Regions from separate parts of the Mus musculus genome. Here regions 2, 3, 4 and 5 are each linked to region 1. Evidence: chromatin contacts called from public ChIA-PET, Hi-C, HiCAR-type and promoter capture Hi-C data. All regions are on one chromosome and are shown on one strand. The core of a region is the stretch at or near the end of the contact, and the rest is flanking DNA. Distances in the headings are between cores, read along the strand shown.

Region 1 (2,724 bases), core at 191-2,690:
GCAGAGGTTTTATGTTCAGATCTTGAATTTCTTCTCTGTAAGCAGCCCTTGTTCTATCCTGACAATACAAGTGAGGAGGTATACACTTTGTAGATCTTCAAAGTATATTTATATTCCCCCTTTGGGTCAGTCTAATCCCAGTCCAATCACAAGCTTTGAACTGATCTATTATTGATACAGGCAATACTCTGTCCAAATTTGTCCAGATCTAAAATAAAGACTGTTTTAGTCTTCCTTTCCTTTTACCTTCTTTCAGGCAAAGGGACTCATTTCCAGAGCAAAGACTGTTTTTGTGCCACTGCACTAAATGCTAACACAAACAGAACATAACAATTCTTCAGTATTGAAGGAAAGGCTAACCTGTCCAGCCACAGCAGCAAAGTAACCATATAGCGGATCCTGAGTTTGTCCAGGGAACGCAGGCCCTCCGGGAGCCCCACCATACTGTGAAAAAGAAAAGAAAAAAAAAAAAGGTAAAGGCATCAGAGAGAATTGAATTTATCTTAACCATCCAAGGCTTTTGTACAATTGACGCCTGTGCGACCTTCACAGTCTCTATCTTCCCCACCACCTTGACTCAGCTCAGTGACCCACCAGGCTTGTCCACTCCTGCTCCTGACATCTAAAAGCTGGAGACTTGGTCCAAAACAAGTTTCATGAGAGTGATGGCCACTAAACGCAGACCCACTTTAAAAATCCCTATTAACCAGCTTACAGAGGTCAGTGCACCGGAAGCAACCTGGTGGCTAGGCTTAGGACTGTTTTCCTGTTGGTTTTTACAGCCTTTGCGGTGTTTTTGAAGTACTTGAAGTACTAAGTAAGGCTGGAGTTAGTACAGGGCTGACAGGTGTGGCTTGGGAAGAACAGGGATGGCCGGCCCGGTTATATCTAAAATGAGGGTCCCTCTGTCTCTGACAGTACACCTCCCACATCTGCCTAAGTGGTCTTCCTCTAGGACTTCAGCTCATTTCTCCAGACTTTCTGGTCTCCCTGTCACTTTCTTTTCAAGGGAGTGACCACAGAACCATTCTAGATCAAGATGGCTGTTGTTGCTTTGGGGACATTCCGAGAGAGCAGGAAGTCAACACCAACTTGCACTATCTCACGCCACATATCCGAGTTACAGAATGGGCTTCCTGGGTCGCAGCCCACCCACCGGTGGGCCCTGGAAAGGCCCTTGGAAGAGATGGGGAAGAAAAATGGAGCCAAGGCTGGACATCAGGGTCCAGGCGAGCTCGCAGGGAGCATCTGGGACCGCCCGCGACGCCTCCTCCCGCTCGTCCGTGGCGCCTTCCAGTCTCGGGAGACCAGAGGCTGCTGTGCCCTCGTCCGCTGCACTTACCCCGCCTGGGTAGTACCCTCCGCCCGCGCCAGGGTGCCCGGGATACGCCATGGTGCAGACTGCGCCTCCGCCCTGCCTGTCTGCTGCTCCGCCCGTCCGGCCCAGAGCCGCCCCGGAGCGCACCACGCCGCCCCGCGGGGGCCGCCGCTCGCCGCCACCCACCCCGATCGCCCCGCGGCATCCCGAGTGCCGCCCGTTCCCTGCTGCCTCTGTGCTGTGTCAGCGCCGTCTGCGACCCACACTCGGGCGATGACCCAGGACCCCAGACGAGTTTATATCAGGACCCATTCTCCCTCTCGACCTAGTGGCACATTCCGACATCCACGCACAGCTAGGGGAGGGTTTTTTCCCCCCTTCTTCCTACTGTGCTATTTTGTAGAACATTTACTATTTACACCGGGTTGTTGGGTAGAGAGGACGGGATAAGAACGCTATGCACAACTGTAGGGAAGGGGAGAACAATTCCAGTGGGCGAAGGAGACACTTTACAAAATAGGAAAAAAAAAACTTTGAAAACCTGATGAAAACTTCTGAACCATGCAAGTGGGCTTTTAGCTTTGACTGAGGGTGGCCTGTTTCTTTGCCAACCGTTTAAGCTGAGTGTAGCTCAGGTGCGATTGCTAGGCGTGGGTGTGTGGGGTGGGGTAGAAGAGGGCAGTTTCTAGGCAGGACAGCCTCACCCAGGTCATTCATAGGAAAGTGAATTGTTTAATTTTCTGGATGATTCGAATAGAAACAACCCCAGTGGTGAAGCTTCCTGGAAAGGATGTGAAACTCACGTGGGTTGTTCAGATGTTTCACGGCTTCTTTTTTGTTTTTTGGTGCAATTGCAACAAGAGGTAATTGTTTGCTGGCTCCGGACTGTTAAGGACTGAACAGTGTTGGTTGGTCGATGTTTTGTTTGTTTGCTTTTGACTGTTTGCTCTTACTCTTTCCTTTTGAGATCCAGGTTCTCAGGGTAGCCTCTCATGGCCTCAGCCCCAGATGAGAGTCACCAACGGTTGCCTGCTTTATTGTTATTATTATTATTGTTGTTGTTGTTATTATTAATTTATTTTTATTTTTAATGACGAAACAAAAATATACCTAAAAGCGAAGCTTCTGGAAAAACCATTTGTTCATCCCTGTCTTGTATCGCTCCTCAAACTTGACCTTGGCCTCCCGCCTGACCTTGCGTTTGTTTCAAAGCTGGGTCCCTGAACACATCCTTGTTGACAACAGTCTTGTTCAAGGGGATATCCACAGAGTACCTTGTGGGCATGAGGTGGTTGTAGTTATAAACTTTCACAAAGGACTTGATCTTGGATCGCTTGGCGATTTTCTTCTTGCCCATGGCAGCTGTCACTTTTTGGGGATAGCGGTCAATTCCAGCCACCAGGGCA
Region 2 (2,709 bases), core at 30-2,529, 960 kb before region 1:
AATGCATATGGATCTGAACCTGTAGATATAGAAGTCAGAGAGACTTATAAGTGCCTGAGCTGTACAACTCCAGTCTTAGAAAAATAAAAACAAACTGAGTCTGGAAGTAATAGACAGTAAGTAATAATAGAGATCAGCAGACACTAATAAAGAGGAAACTAAAGGAACAACACACAGATTCAACCAAACATTGAAATAGTTGGTTCTCTGAAAACATAATTAAAGTAAAGAGAAGACCCACATTAATAAATTTAGAATTAAAAGCGACAGGGAACAACAGTTACCAAGAAAATGCAGAGGATCTAGGTTAGGGAACACTCTAAATGTTTGCACTTTTTTTTTTTTTTTTTTTTTTTTGGGTTTCAAGACAGGGTTTCTTGTGTAGCCCTGGCTGTAGACCAGGCTGGCCTCGAACTCAGAAATCCGCCTGCCTCTGCCTCCCGAGTGCTGGGATTAAAGGCGTGTGCCACCATGCCCGGCAAATGTTTGCACTTTTAAAAACACTGGAAAATCTAAAAGAAATGGATAAATTCTAGACACATATTATTGATAAATTTTTCTTTTAAAGAAAGAGACCGAGGGAGCAAGAGATAAAAAATGTCAAAGAGTGATTATAGGATCCTATCATGAATTAATATTCTGGCACATGCCTTTAATCCCAGCACTTGGGAGGCAGAGGCAGATTTCTGAGTTTAAGGCCAGCCTGTTCTACAGAGTGAGTTCCAGGGCTATACACAGAAACCCTGTCTCAAAAAAAAAAAAAAACAAAAAACAAAAAACAAAACAAAACCCAAAACCAAACAAACAAAAACATTTTTAACCCCTATGTAACTACCTAATTCCTGTCCACTTTAGGGATATCTGATTCCCTCTAATCTGTCACAGAGTGATTGCTCTGAAGAACAATTTTTATTTATCATTGCGTAAGTCCACATTTTAAATATCTAGAGTATGGTTTCTGAACATGAAGTAATCAAGAAGTAGAGACCAGCTGCCTTCCAAGTCAGATGGCAAGGTTCAAAGAACACTAATGGAATTTAGGTAGAAACATTCCGGACACCTCAACCATAAAAGCAGAGCTTGTGTGTTGTTTTCTTGTGTTTTGTGATGCAGAAAGCCAGAATAATACTGTTGCAGACAGTGGAGAATATTTTCTAGCTAGTGGATGGCCCTCTCTTAGAGATGAATGAGTGTCTTCTTGATTGGACACGCTGAGACTCTTCTGTGGTTCTGTCTCTCTGAAGCTGTCAATAGCTTGAGTGTGAGCTGCCGCCTGTAGGTTCCTGTGTTGAGCACTTCCTTCCTCAGCTAGAGGCTATTCTGGGAGCTGGGGGAAGGAAACTCTAGGTTGTAGGATCTACTGAAAGAACTAGGTCACTGGAGGTGTGAATCTGCAGATACATTTCCTCCTACCCTTTTGTGTTAACCTCTTTGCTTCCTGCTGCCATGTTTTTCTGCTTTGACAACCGGCTACTATGTGTCCCAGGAACAAAGACAGATGACTATGTACTGAAACCATGACCTAAAGTAATTATTTTTTTCCTTTTATTTTTATTGGGTGTTTGTCATAACCATTGAGGGGGGGGGAAACAACACATTGCTTTCCTTTTCTTTCTCGTTTCCTCTTCTCTCCTCTTCTCTCCTCTTCTCTCCTCTTCTCTCCTCTCCTCTCCTCTCCTCTCCTCTCCTCTCCTCTCCTCTCCTCTCCTCTCCTCTCCTCTCCTCTCCTCTCCTCTTCTCTTCTCTTCTCTTCTCTTCTCTTCTCTTCTCTTCTTTCCTAAGATAAGGTCTCACTTTATAGCCTAGGATCGCCTCAAATTCAAAGCTTCCTGTCTCAGCCTCTTGTGTGCTGGTATCACAGGTATGAGCCACCACAACCCTGCTCACTGCTGAAGCTTCCAAACCACTTGTTGGCCTATAAATCCACAGTAGCTTCCTGTTGCCAAATGCACGAGAAGCAGTAAGCACAACAGACAGAGATGACAGGCAGTAAATCTGTACTCTACATCCTATCAGTAGAGCAGAAAATGTAAACTCTTCTTGAGTTTTGCACGTCTTACTTTTGAAATGAGGAAGGTTGCATTTTCAGCTTTACATATAAATATTTCTCTGAGATAATTATTATATTATTCCCCCTTTTCTTCCTTCCCTCCAAACTTTCCCACATACCTCTCCCTGATCTCTTTCAAATTTATAGCCTCTTTTAGAATTAGTTGTTGAACATATATTCCTGTACTGGCTAGTTTTGTGTCAACTTGACACAGCTGGAGTTATCACAGAGAAAGGACCTTCAGTTGGGGAAATGCCTCCATGAGATACAACTGTAAGGCATTTTCTCAATTAGTGATCAAGGGGGAAGGGCCCCTTGTGGGTGGTGCCATCTCTGGACTGGCAGTCTTGGTTCTATAAGAGAGCAGGCTGAACAAGCCAGGAGAAGCAATCCAGTAAAGAACATCCCTCCATGGCTTCTGCATCAGCTCCTGCTTTCTGACCTGCTTGAGTTCCAGTCCTGACTTCCTTGGTGATGAACAACAGTATGGAAGTGTAAGCTGAATAAACCCTTTCCTCCCCAACTTGCTTCTTGGTCATGATGTTTTGTCCAGGAATAGAAACCCTGACTAAGACAATCCCTGAGTGCATACATAAAACTTGCTTAGTCTGAATCATGTACCTTGTGTGTATATTTTCAGGGCTGACCACTTGGCATTG
Region 3 (2,821 bases), core at 127-2,626, 740 kb before region 1:
CTTTCTTTACTAGAAAACTTCAAGAGTGTCTTTCTGTACTACCCTTTTCAGTGGACTAAAAATGAGTGACTGAAAAAAATCATACTGATGTTTCTTATTCTAATTTCACATTATTAAATGTAAAGTTTACTTTCACTTTGTACTTTCCCTCTTTATACTGAAATCTTGTTTCCGAATACTATTAATATAGCTACTAATTCCTATTATCTTAGTTTACAATTTTCTATATATAATGAACCCACTGAGGTAAGTTTTTAATTACTGGCGACACGCAGTCCACTATGATAAAAATATATTGAGAGTAACTATTTTCTCTTAGCAATTACAGTTTCAATTTTTCTAATTTAAGTATAGGTAAGCAACCTTAAACCATATAACTGTATTGTTCTGTTTCACCTGTTATGCCACATTCTGTGTTTGTATACGTGTTTATCAGAAGATAATGGGCCACAGTGAGCACCCAAGCAGCATAAGGCTCAAGGCATGAGCGATCAACAGCGCTCAAAAAAGCCGAGGTCATAAAACTAAAAAGATGTGAGTAGAGGCTGAATTCACAGAAGCATCCATCTGTCACACACATCTGAAGGACTGCTCCAAGCAGAGGAGTTCCTTCCAAGGGCTGAAATAACGCCCACGCCCACTAATCATTTAAAACAGTGCCGGAGGCTACAAATTGGCCAGAATGTACAAGCACGAACGTGAAATAATTTGGCTACCTCTTTTTGCCCATCTTCGAGAAGTTCTTGTCTGCTCTTCCCTTAAGGTTCTCTTCAAACTCCATCACCACCTGAGGAGAAACCAGTTCATTAGCCAAACACGTGGCCGCGGGGACCAGAACCTAGGCAGAGCTCACTGCCCCACGGAGCCAAGAGAGGAGGAGGAGCCCCGCCCTGATGCTCCTGGGGCCGGGCCTGGGGGTAACTCACCCCGGGGAATCCCGGGAAGCTGTGTCACCCGCGTGGACCGGGTGCTCGGCTCTGGGTCCCGCCACCCCGCCCTGCTGGGTCCCTTCCGCCCTGGCGCGCTCCTCCACCAGCCCGCGGCTGCGAGCTGGGCAGCGAGATCCACAGCACAGGGCTGGCGCGGAAAACACCGTCCTGAAGGCTGCTGCTGCGGGTGCTCTTGGAGCGACTTGTGGCTGTCGCCACTTGGTCCCCACAGACTCAAGAGGACGCTACCACCCGGACCGGACTCAGGCATCCGGAGCACCGCACTCTTCCGAGAACTGCCTACCTCACGTGCCACCTCCGGGTTTCCTTCGCAAAGTCAGCCAAGATGTAGAATTTGGAAGTAGCTCTGAGTTGAGCGGAACCTCAGAAGATGGAAGCAGCGGCCTCAGCCTCTTACGGCTTCAAGAGCCACTGCGGGAAGGAGCCAGAGGGCTTCCTCGGGCCCCGGATTAAAATAGATGCCAGCGGCCGCCCTAAGGCCCGGCAGCCAATCAGCCTGGTGGGTGGGATTGGGCATGGGCAGCTGGAGCGGTTGCGAAACAGGAGATACTTCCAGGCTTACCCTGATTTTTTTGAGAAGGGCGCTGGTTCCCTCAGACATTTACATAGACTTGTCTTTACGTGTTCAGGTAAGTGTCCATACAGAAGTGTATATACCTGGATAGTACACAGTTGGTTCTCTGATGAGTCATACTTAAAAAGACACTTTCCCTGACATAGCTAATCTAATATAATTAATAAAGCAACCAGGGACCTTGCTTATTCTGTAAAGTTTTTTTTTTTTTTCTGACAGCATTGCTTTCTAGGCTGGTAGAAATTTTTCTGTGAAATATATATATATATATATATATATATATATATATATATATATATATATATGGTCTTGGCTTGGATGATAGTCCTATACAATTTCAAGGTAGAAATGATATTTCAAAGTACATAGTATTTTCAACTTCTAACTCTGGAATCAATATCTGTGTTTTTTCCCAGGGCATATCAAGTTCTTAGATGTTCTGGAATTCTGACTGATGCAGATATTTGCGTGTAGCAGGTCTTTTTCTGTCTACTTGTAACTGACTGTGACCTAACTTGCTGGCAACTCAGTGGCTGAGAAATGTCAACCTGAGATAGACAGAGTTCCTTGTCTCAATGACATTGAAGCACTGACCACCTGGGTGGAGACTCCTGTTTCTTCTACCAAGATGTCTGTTTCCACAGATAGCAAGAAGTAGCCACCTTTGTTTTTATTTAACTCATTGTCTATGGGGTGAGCTGGGGTCTCCTTCTTGAACAAGATGGAGATTTTACTTGGTCTTTAAAATTGGCTTTATTAAGGTAAGGACACACCACGAAAGGAGATCTGTGCCTTACCTGCTCCTCGGGGGCTTCAGGGTGAGGACAGAGCAGTTTGTCATCCTAGGGCCCAGACCATCTTTTCCCTGGCTGTTAGTGTGGTTACCTCATGTCTGACTACGAGCCCTGTTACTAGCTCCCAGGCCTGCAGGTTCTTCCGCTCTTCAGCTTCCTTTTAACCCCGGCACCCCTTCTCATCTCAACATGCGTGGGACTTGCAGTTCACCCTTAAAATCTGTGGGGAGCGAGCTCCTTCAGCAGAACTGTTAAATATAGCACTTTAAGGAGTTGTCACTTGTGTTACCAACAGTAATGACAGGAGCAAGGCTCGAAAACAAAGCTATAAGGTAGGTTTATGAGATAGTGTTTAGATTTAGGAATGACAGAGAGTGCAGCTCCCTCACCTAATTCAGCAATGTCAACAGTACAGCCACCTGCCATCCCAGCTTCCAGTGTTCCGGTGATGTACCAACAGGGAGAGAATGCACAGCCGTCCTGAAAGCCCGAACCATGTATTC
Region 4 (2,700 bases), core at 130-2,629, 840 kb before region 1:
TAAATGTCACGATTCTAAGAATGAGTAGGGCGATGCCACGGTCCAAAGCAATTAACAGAAGCAATGCTTCAGTTTAAGATTCAGATAGGCATATTTGTCAGTTGGCTAATCAGGCCCCTTGCAGCTTGAGAACCAACTACAGAAGCTGATAAATTTTCTCCCTCTAGAAGACAACTTCATGACACATGTCAGTTTGTTCCGGGTGGCCTAGCATGAACTCAGAGACTGTAATAGCCTCATAAACTATTTGAAGCTGAGGGTAAAAATGATTCACTGTCCCCACAGCGAAAGAGGAAACACGCACACACTTGCCTAGGCCCTTCTGCCTGACAGAAAGCCGTATGTGTGCTTCACTGTGGCTGGGGGAGAACGAGAGTCAGGGAGAAAGACAGACCCACTGGCAGGGGAAGCGTCGAGGTTCACCCTCTTGCAACTGGGGGAAAAAAACTGATTTCGAAGCAGAAGTTAGTGAAGAATGAGGTTGTTCTCCATGTCACCCCCTAGAGAGGAGAAATAGGGCAAACAGTCTACAGATGGGAGAAGGGGAAGACGAGGCAAAGAAGAGAAACACAGGAAGAGGGGGGCCTTGCTTCGCTACCCTTGTTCAGAAGTACAGCCATCAATAGCAGGTGTCTGAAGTTCTACCAACTCGAGTAGCCAGATGATGGCTAAAAAGAGTGAAACGTTTACTTTATAAAAATACAGTGAATGTTACACAACGCCAATATTCATCAAATCACCCGTGTCCAGGGGAGGGGGGCGCTTTTGAAGACAGCCTCTTCTCTCTGAACCTGTTCCAAAAGGAGCCTGGGAGACAGTCCTCAAGAACACTTAAAGACTTCATCCCAAAGGCCGGAGGCATCAACCGGTTCTCACAACTTCTTTTCAGGACTCCGCTATAACGGAAAAGCCAGTGACTCTGCGGTCCTGTATACCTGATGCTGCCTAGTTCAAAGTCGCCGTCCAGGCGCCGTGCTGTTCCGTTTCTCGCTGCCTCAAGATCCATCTCAGCCTGGGGAGAAACCACAGCCTCAGGTCCAAGTGCACCCGGCTCAGCTGCCTGGAGAGGGGGACCTCCAGGCTCCGCGCAGAGCCGGCGCAGAGCCGGGGGCACTGGTGGCAGCCGCTCCCCGGCAGGTCCCACCGCAACTGCCTTCCCTCGGTCCCTTTCTCCCGCCGCGTCCTCCCTCACCTGAACTTCACGCGCGTGTTGGCCGCAGCGGGTGGCGCGCAGACCTGGACTTTGCTCGCCGCGGCTCGTCCCCGCCTCCCACACGCACCCGGCGCCGGCGACGCCTCCCGCTGCGGCGGGGGCGAGGGCCCGGGCCCGCAGGAGAGCTCCCGCAAGCCCCGCAGGCTCTGCAGGCCCCAGCGCCACCAGCGTGTCGCCCTCGCCGCCAGGGGCGCGCGTCTCCGCGGCCGCCCACCCGGGCGAGCTGCCAGCAGCCCGCAACGCAGCACCAGCTGCAGCCGATAAGCCTGCTCGATGCCTCCTCTGGCAGGCTACGGGCCCCTAAAAGTGACTGCCACACCTCCCCCATGCTGAGTTTTCTTTTAGAACACACTGGGGAAGTAATTTCCACCAGTTCAACAACCAGGCGCTCTGAGATCCCAATAGGAAGTTAAGTAGCGAGGTCGCCACTTATGCATCCTCGGCTCGAGTCTATATGGCACCAAATTGCAACTAACACCCCAGATGCTGAAGATTAAGCAGGTCCAGCCCAGAATCGTCAGCTTAAACTCCTTGGAGATGAGGAATATCGCTGGTGTCCCACACGGGGGAGGGCACATAGAGACACAGAACTTGGGGGCTGAAAAGGATTCCCCTATTAAAAGCACACACTTAAAAAATATTATTCATTTTACATCCTGATCTCTGCCCCCTCTCTCGGTACCCGCCTCACACAGTCTCTTCCCCAATCCCCCTTACCCTGTCTTGTCAAGTCTCTGCAGGAATAGGTGAATCCTCTCCCACTGAGACCAGACAAGGCAGCTAGCTTCCAAGCTTCACAATTTGAATTTGATCTCTGCTACAGACATAGTGGAAGGAGACAATGGTCTCTCAAATTGTTCTCTGATTTTCATACATGCATCATGGAACATGTGCACTCCTATACATCAAACCACGTGCAGAAAATAAATAAAATGAGAGAAAAAAGCACGTACTTTTGGTTTGGTTTTCACAAAAGTGAAGACATCGGTGTTCAGAGAAGCTAAGTAACATCTCCATTCCCAACGCTGCATCTTTCAGACTGGCACCGATGCAAAGCCTATTGACTGTGGCTGTTCTGATTTCCTACTCTAATCCCTCCATGCCAAATCGTCTTACTCTTAGGGCCTATGTGAATATGGCTTCCTTGTGAGTTCTCATCGATTTCTCCACTCTTCCCAAAACGAAGGCGCTAAATCAGATAATAAAGCGACACCTTCTGAGCTTCAAGCAAGCAAGTTTCATACTTAAGAGCTTCACAGGTCAGTGTGTGGCTGTGGGCACTGCTTATTTCTCTGGGCTTCAGTTTCTTAAGAGTCTGTCTTCCTTATTAGGTTACTGTGAAAGTACTTAGTGTTGCTTTTAAAACATAGCACCTGTATAATATGTGGCTTGCTTTTCTCCTAGTCCAGTGGCTGAATTTGCGGCTGAGCCTTGTTCTGTGTGGCATTTGCACAATAGCTGTCTAACTGCTTTCCAGACAACCTTAA
Region 5 (2,775 bases), core at 112-2,611, 570 kb before region 1:
TTTGTCTTATTGGCAGTGTCTTTTGCCTTACAGAAGCTTTGCAATTTTATGAGGTCCCATTTGTCAATTCTTGATCTTACAGCACAAGCCATTGCTCTTCTATTCAGGAATTTTCCCCCTGTGCATATCTTTGAGGCTTTCCCTCACTTTCTCCTCTATAAGTTTCAGTGTCTCTGGTTTTATGTGGAGTTCCTTGATCCACTTAGACTTGACCTTAGTACAAGGAGATAGGAATGGATCAATTTGCATTCTTCTACATGATAACCTCCAGTTGTGCCAGCACCATTTGTTGAAAATGCTGTCTTTTTTTCCACTGGATGGTTTTAGCTCCCTTGTAGAAATTTTCTTAATAATTAATTTTTATTTTAACATAATTATATTTAAGAGGTAGAGGTGAGACTTTGTCCTGATTTTAGATTTTCAAAATTTAAAAACAAACAAACAAACAAACAAAACCTGAAGTCTGGACATACTTACAGGCAGTCTGAGGTGAATGTCAGAGGTCAGGGTCTCAAGCCCGTAGCCTCCCATAGGTAAAGCCAGAGGTAAAGCCAGAGAAGTAGAGACTACAAAGTGGTCCTCCCAAGGGGCTTATTGGGACTCCAAGGCAGGATTTCCCTCTGCCCTTGACAAACCTCCTCCATGGCTCACGAGCTGCAATTCAGTTCAGATCTCACTGCACAGAACCCAAGACTGGACATCCCCACTACACTCGTTTTTCTATGGTCAATGTGGTTTCAAGGCTGTGCTGGACACTGAGTAAGATGAGGTGAATTCTGACCAGATTCACGGGAAGAGAAATGCCATGGGCGCACTCCCTGATGCCACTGTGTCGTTGTTTGTCAGGTTCAAAGGGGGCGTTTGGGACAAATGGAACTCTTCTTCTATTCTAGGTAACCCCCACTTCCCACCCCACCCAACTATGGCATTCTCCTGCTGAGGCTACTGAAGCCTCAGGACCAGGAATCTGCCATGAACTTAGCCTTGTCAGGGTGACTATGGACCACAGTCACCGTGGAGTAGGCACAGCAAAGCCGGCTTTCCAAGCCAAGGCTGCCTCGCCGGGCTCACCAAGGTGCTGCACGAGCCGACCCGCGTTCTGACAGAGGCCCACGCGCCAGGGCGGGGCTTAAGCGAGCCTCTTTAAAAGCTCCTGGGGCGGGTCCCGCCCCCACCTCTCGTCATTGGCTCTCTCCGTAGCGGCCTTGTTCCCATAGGTGCAGGGGGCGGGGGCTGAGTGAGACAGGCGTGGGGAGGGGGGCTTCACCTCAGCGGCTCCGCCCTGCTGGAAGAATGACGTGCGGTTAGGCCTGCGGGGTGACAGGCTCGCCCGGGCGCTGGTGCGGCGTCCCTGGAGACTCGGAGCCCGCCCTCCCGCCCGCCCGCCCGCGCGCGCTTCTCTCGTGGACGGCGGCGGCGGCGCGCGCGCGCGCGAGCGAGGGTGGAGGTGGCTCGTGCGTGCGTGTGAGTGAGCGCGTGTGTATGTGTGAGAGAGCGTGTGTGAGTGTGTGTGCACGCGCGCGTGGAGCCTGGGTACCGGTGCCCGACTGACTGCCTTCCACACCCTGCCTACTCCGCGCCTCCTTCCTCGCCTCTCTCCCGCCCGGCGGGCTGCCATCGTTGAGAGAAGGCCGGGGGACACAGGTGTGCGAGGCTTGCGGGACCGCTGGAGACAAAGGGGGCGCGGAGGTGAGCCCGCCATGGCCTCCCGGAGCCTGGGGGGCCTGAGCGGGAGCCGCGGCGGCGGCGGCGGCGGCGGCGGCAAGAAGAGCCTGAGCGCCCGCAACGCTGCGGTGGAGAGGAGGAACCTGATCACCGTGTGCAGGTGCGGGGCTGCGGGCGCCGGGCTGAGGGAGGTGCTGGGGCTCGGCGCTGCGGCCCGTGCCGCGCGTGTCCGCGGGCCAGCGGGGCCCTGCAGAGGGGCGGGAGCCTCTCCCCGCGAGGCCGTGGGCTAGCCCTCGCGTCTCAGGGTCCTCGCTTGGAGGCTGCCCGGGGAGGGCCGGGGCGGAGCCGGGGAGGAACCGTTTGGAACCGGCCAGCTTGCGTCTGAGGAGAAGAGGGCGGAGGAAGAGCAGCATCCAGCTGCTGTAGTAGTTACTGAGATGTCCCCAAATCCCTGTGCGTTCTCTTGCTGTCGCTTGTTGGCGTACGCATTTTCACTCCTCTCCCTCGGCCCTTATCTGTATTGGGTATCTAAGTCTTGTCAACTACAGTGCTTGTGCAATTGTGGAAGACTCCTGGTCAGTCCTTTTGGGCATTTATTTAAGTGCTTCCTGGTTGTAAATGTAGCCCTTCCTCCAGGAATTATAGAAATAGATCATCACTATCTATAAATCAAGAATTCAGAAAAAAACTGATTTTGAACAAGCTGATAAATTTTCTTTAAGTCTTATAATATTCTAGGCATCCATCTCTTAGTAACTACTCAGAGCCAATACGCTCTGTTAAAAATGATTTTGTTCCATCATACTGGTTAATCATCAACTACTGATAATTCTCTTGTTATCAGGTAAATGATGAAACCTTTCCTGCCTCTCTGGCTTATGTCTATTTTTTTTTTTCCTTATGTAAAATCGTGGCTAGCATCTTAAGCAGATTGCAGATATCTGTAGTAGGAATGACATTCAGTATTTAAGCAACTTTTAAAAAGTTGGATTCTAATGAATGCTCATCTTTCAGGAAGAGCTTTGCTCACAGTTTGCATTGTAAGTGGTAAAGTAATATAGACTATATTTATCATTTGTGCTGTGTAGAATACAAGCTTTTGGGACAGAT

What was found. Promoter capture Hi-C pulls out the DNA fragments that hold promoters and counts their contacts. A called contact is a pair of places that touch in the nucleus more often than the background predicts. ChIA-PET counts read pairs in DNA pulled down with a chosen protein or histone mark. HiCAR-type assays count read pairs that join an accessible place to other places.
Region 2: an RNA polymerase II ChIA-PET map of memory CD8 T cells shows a contact between it and region 1, with 6 read pairs. The contact joins the enhancer-like site here to the promoter of Sri in region 1. A contact is called at or near these places in 3 of 39 promoter capture datasets (embryonic stem cells, pre-B cells and stem cell-derived epiblast-like cells) and 3 of 115 datasets of contacts at active chromatin or transcription factors (bone marrow-derived dendritic cells, memory CD8 T cells and regulatory T cell precursor).
Region 3: a contact with region 1 is called in a HiCAR-type map of astrocytes, with 2.3 times the contacts expected there. The contact joins the promoter of Abcb1b here to the promoter of Sri in region 1. A contact is called at or near these places in 8 of 39 promoter capture datasets (the 3T3-L1 cell line, 3T3-L1-derived adipocytes, embryonic stem cells and 4 more) and 2 of 115 datasets of contacts at active chromatin or transcription factors (astrocytes and embryonic stem cells).
Region 4: a promoter capture Hi-C map of pre-B cells shows a contact between it and region 1, with 2.0 times the contacts expected there. The contact joins the promoter of Abcb4 here to the promoter of Sri in region 1. A contact is called at or near these places in 1 of 39 promoter capture datasets (pre-B cells) and 1 of 115 datasets of contacts at active chromatin or transcription factors (astrocytes).
Region 5: a contact with region 1 is called in a Hi-C map of pre-B cells, with 5 times the contacts expected there. The contact joins the promoter of Rundc3b here to the promoter of Sri in region 1. A contact is called at or near these places in 2 of 39 promoter capture datasets (embryonic stem cells and pre-B cells), 1 of 484 Hi-C or Micro-C datasets (pre-B cells) and 2 of 115 datasets of contacts at active chromatin or transcription factors (astrocytes and pancreatic cancer cells).

Annotation. Positions count from the first base shown.
Region 1 is chr5:8,055,258-8,057,981 of GRCm38.p6, reverse strand. It overlaps Sri (sorcin), which reads right to left and starts at 1,440. Exons shown (of 8, transcript NM_001080974.2): 1 at 1,343-1,440; 2 at 361-444. The coding sequence starts at 1,393. It also overlaps the pseudogene Gm15730.
Region 2 is chr5:9,014,186-9,016,894 of GRCm38.p6, reverse strand. No RefSeq gene overlaps it. Among named protein-coding and RNA genes, the nearest start is that of Crot, 18 kb to the right of the region's middle. Within about 2 kb of position 1,279, at least 45 of the 459 cell types and tissues checked have an H3K27ac peak or open chromatin away from gene starts, as enhancers often do. A contact at or near this core is called in memory CD8 T cells, pre-B cells and regulatory T cell precursor, where this site is marked.
Region 3 is chr5:8,796,702-8,799,522 of GRCm38.p6, reverse strand. It overlaps Abcb1b (ATP-binding cassette, sub-family B (MDR/TAP), member 1B), which reads right to left and starts at 1,376. Exons shown (of 28, transcript NM_011075.2): 1 at 1,234-1,376; 2 at 717-787. The coding sequence starts at 781. Gm5106 (predicted gene 5106) reads left to right here and starts at 1,000. Exons shown (of 3, transcript NR_152133.1): 1 at 1,000-1,579.
Region 4 is chr5:8,892,400-8,895,099 of GRCm38.p6, reverse strand. Abcb4 (ATP-binding cassette, sub-family B (MDR/TAP), member 4) reads right to left here and starts at 1,379. Exons shown (of 28, transcript NM_008830.2): 1 at 1,193-1,379; 2 at 936-1,012. The coding sequence starts at 1,006.
Region 5 is chr5:8,621,538-8,624,312 of GRCm38.p6, reverse strand. Rundc3b (RUN domain containing 3B) reads left to right here and starts at 1,361. Exons shown (of 11, transcript NM_001347311.1): 1 at 1,361-1,825. The coding sequence starts at 1,701. The region is part of intron 2 of Abcb1a (ATP-binding cassette, sub-family B (MDR/TAP), member 1A); the gene reads right to left.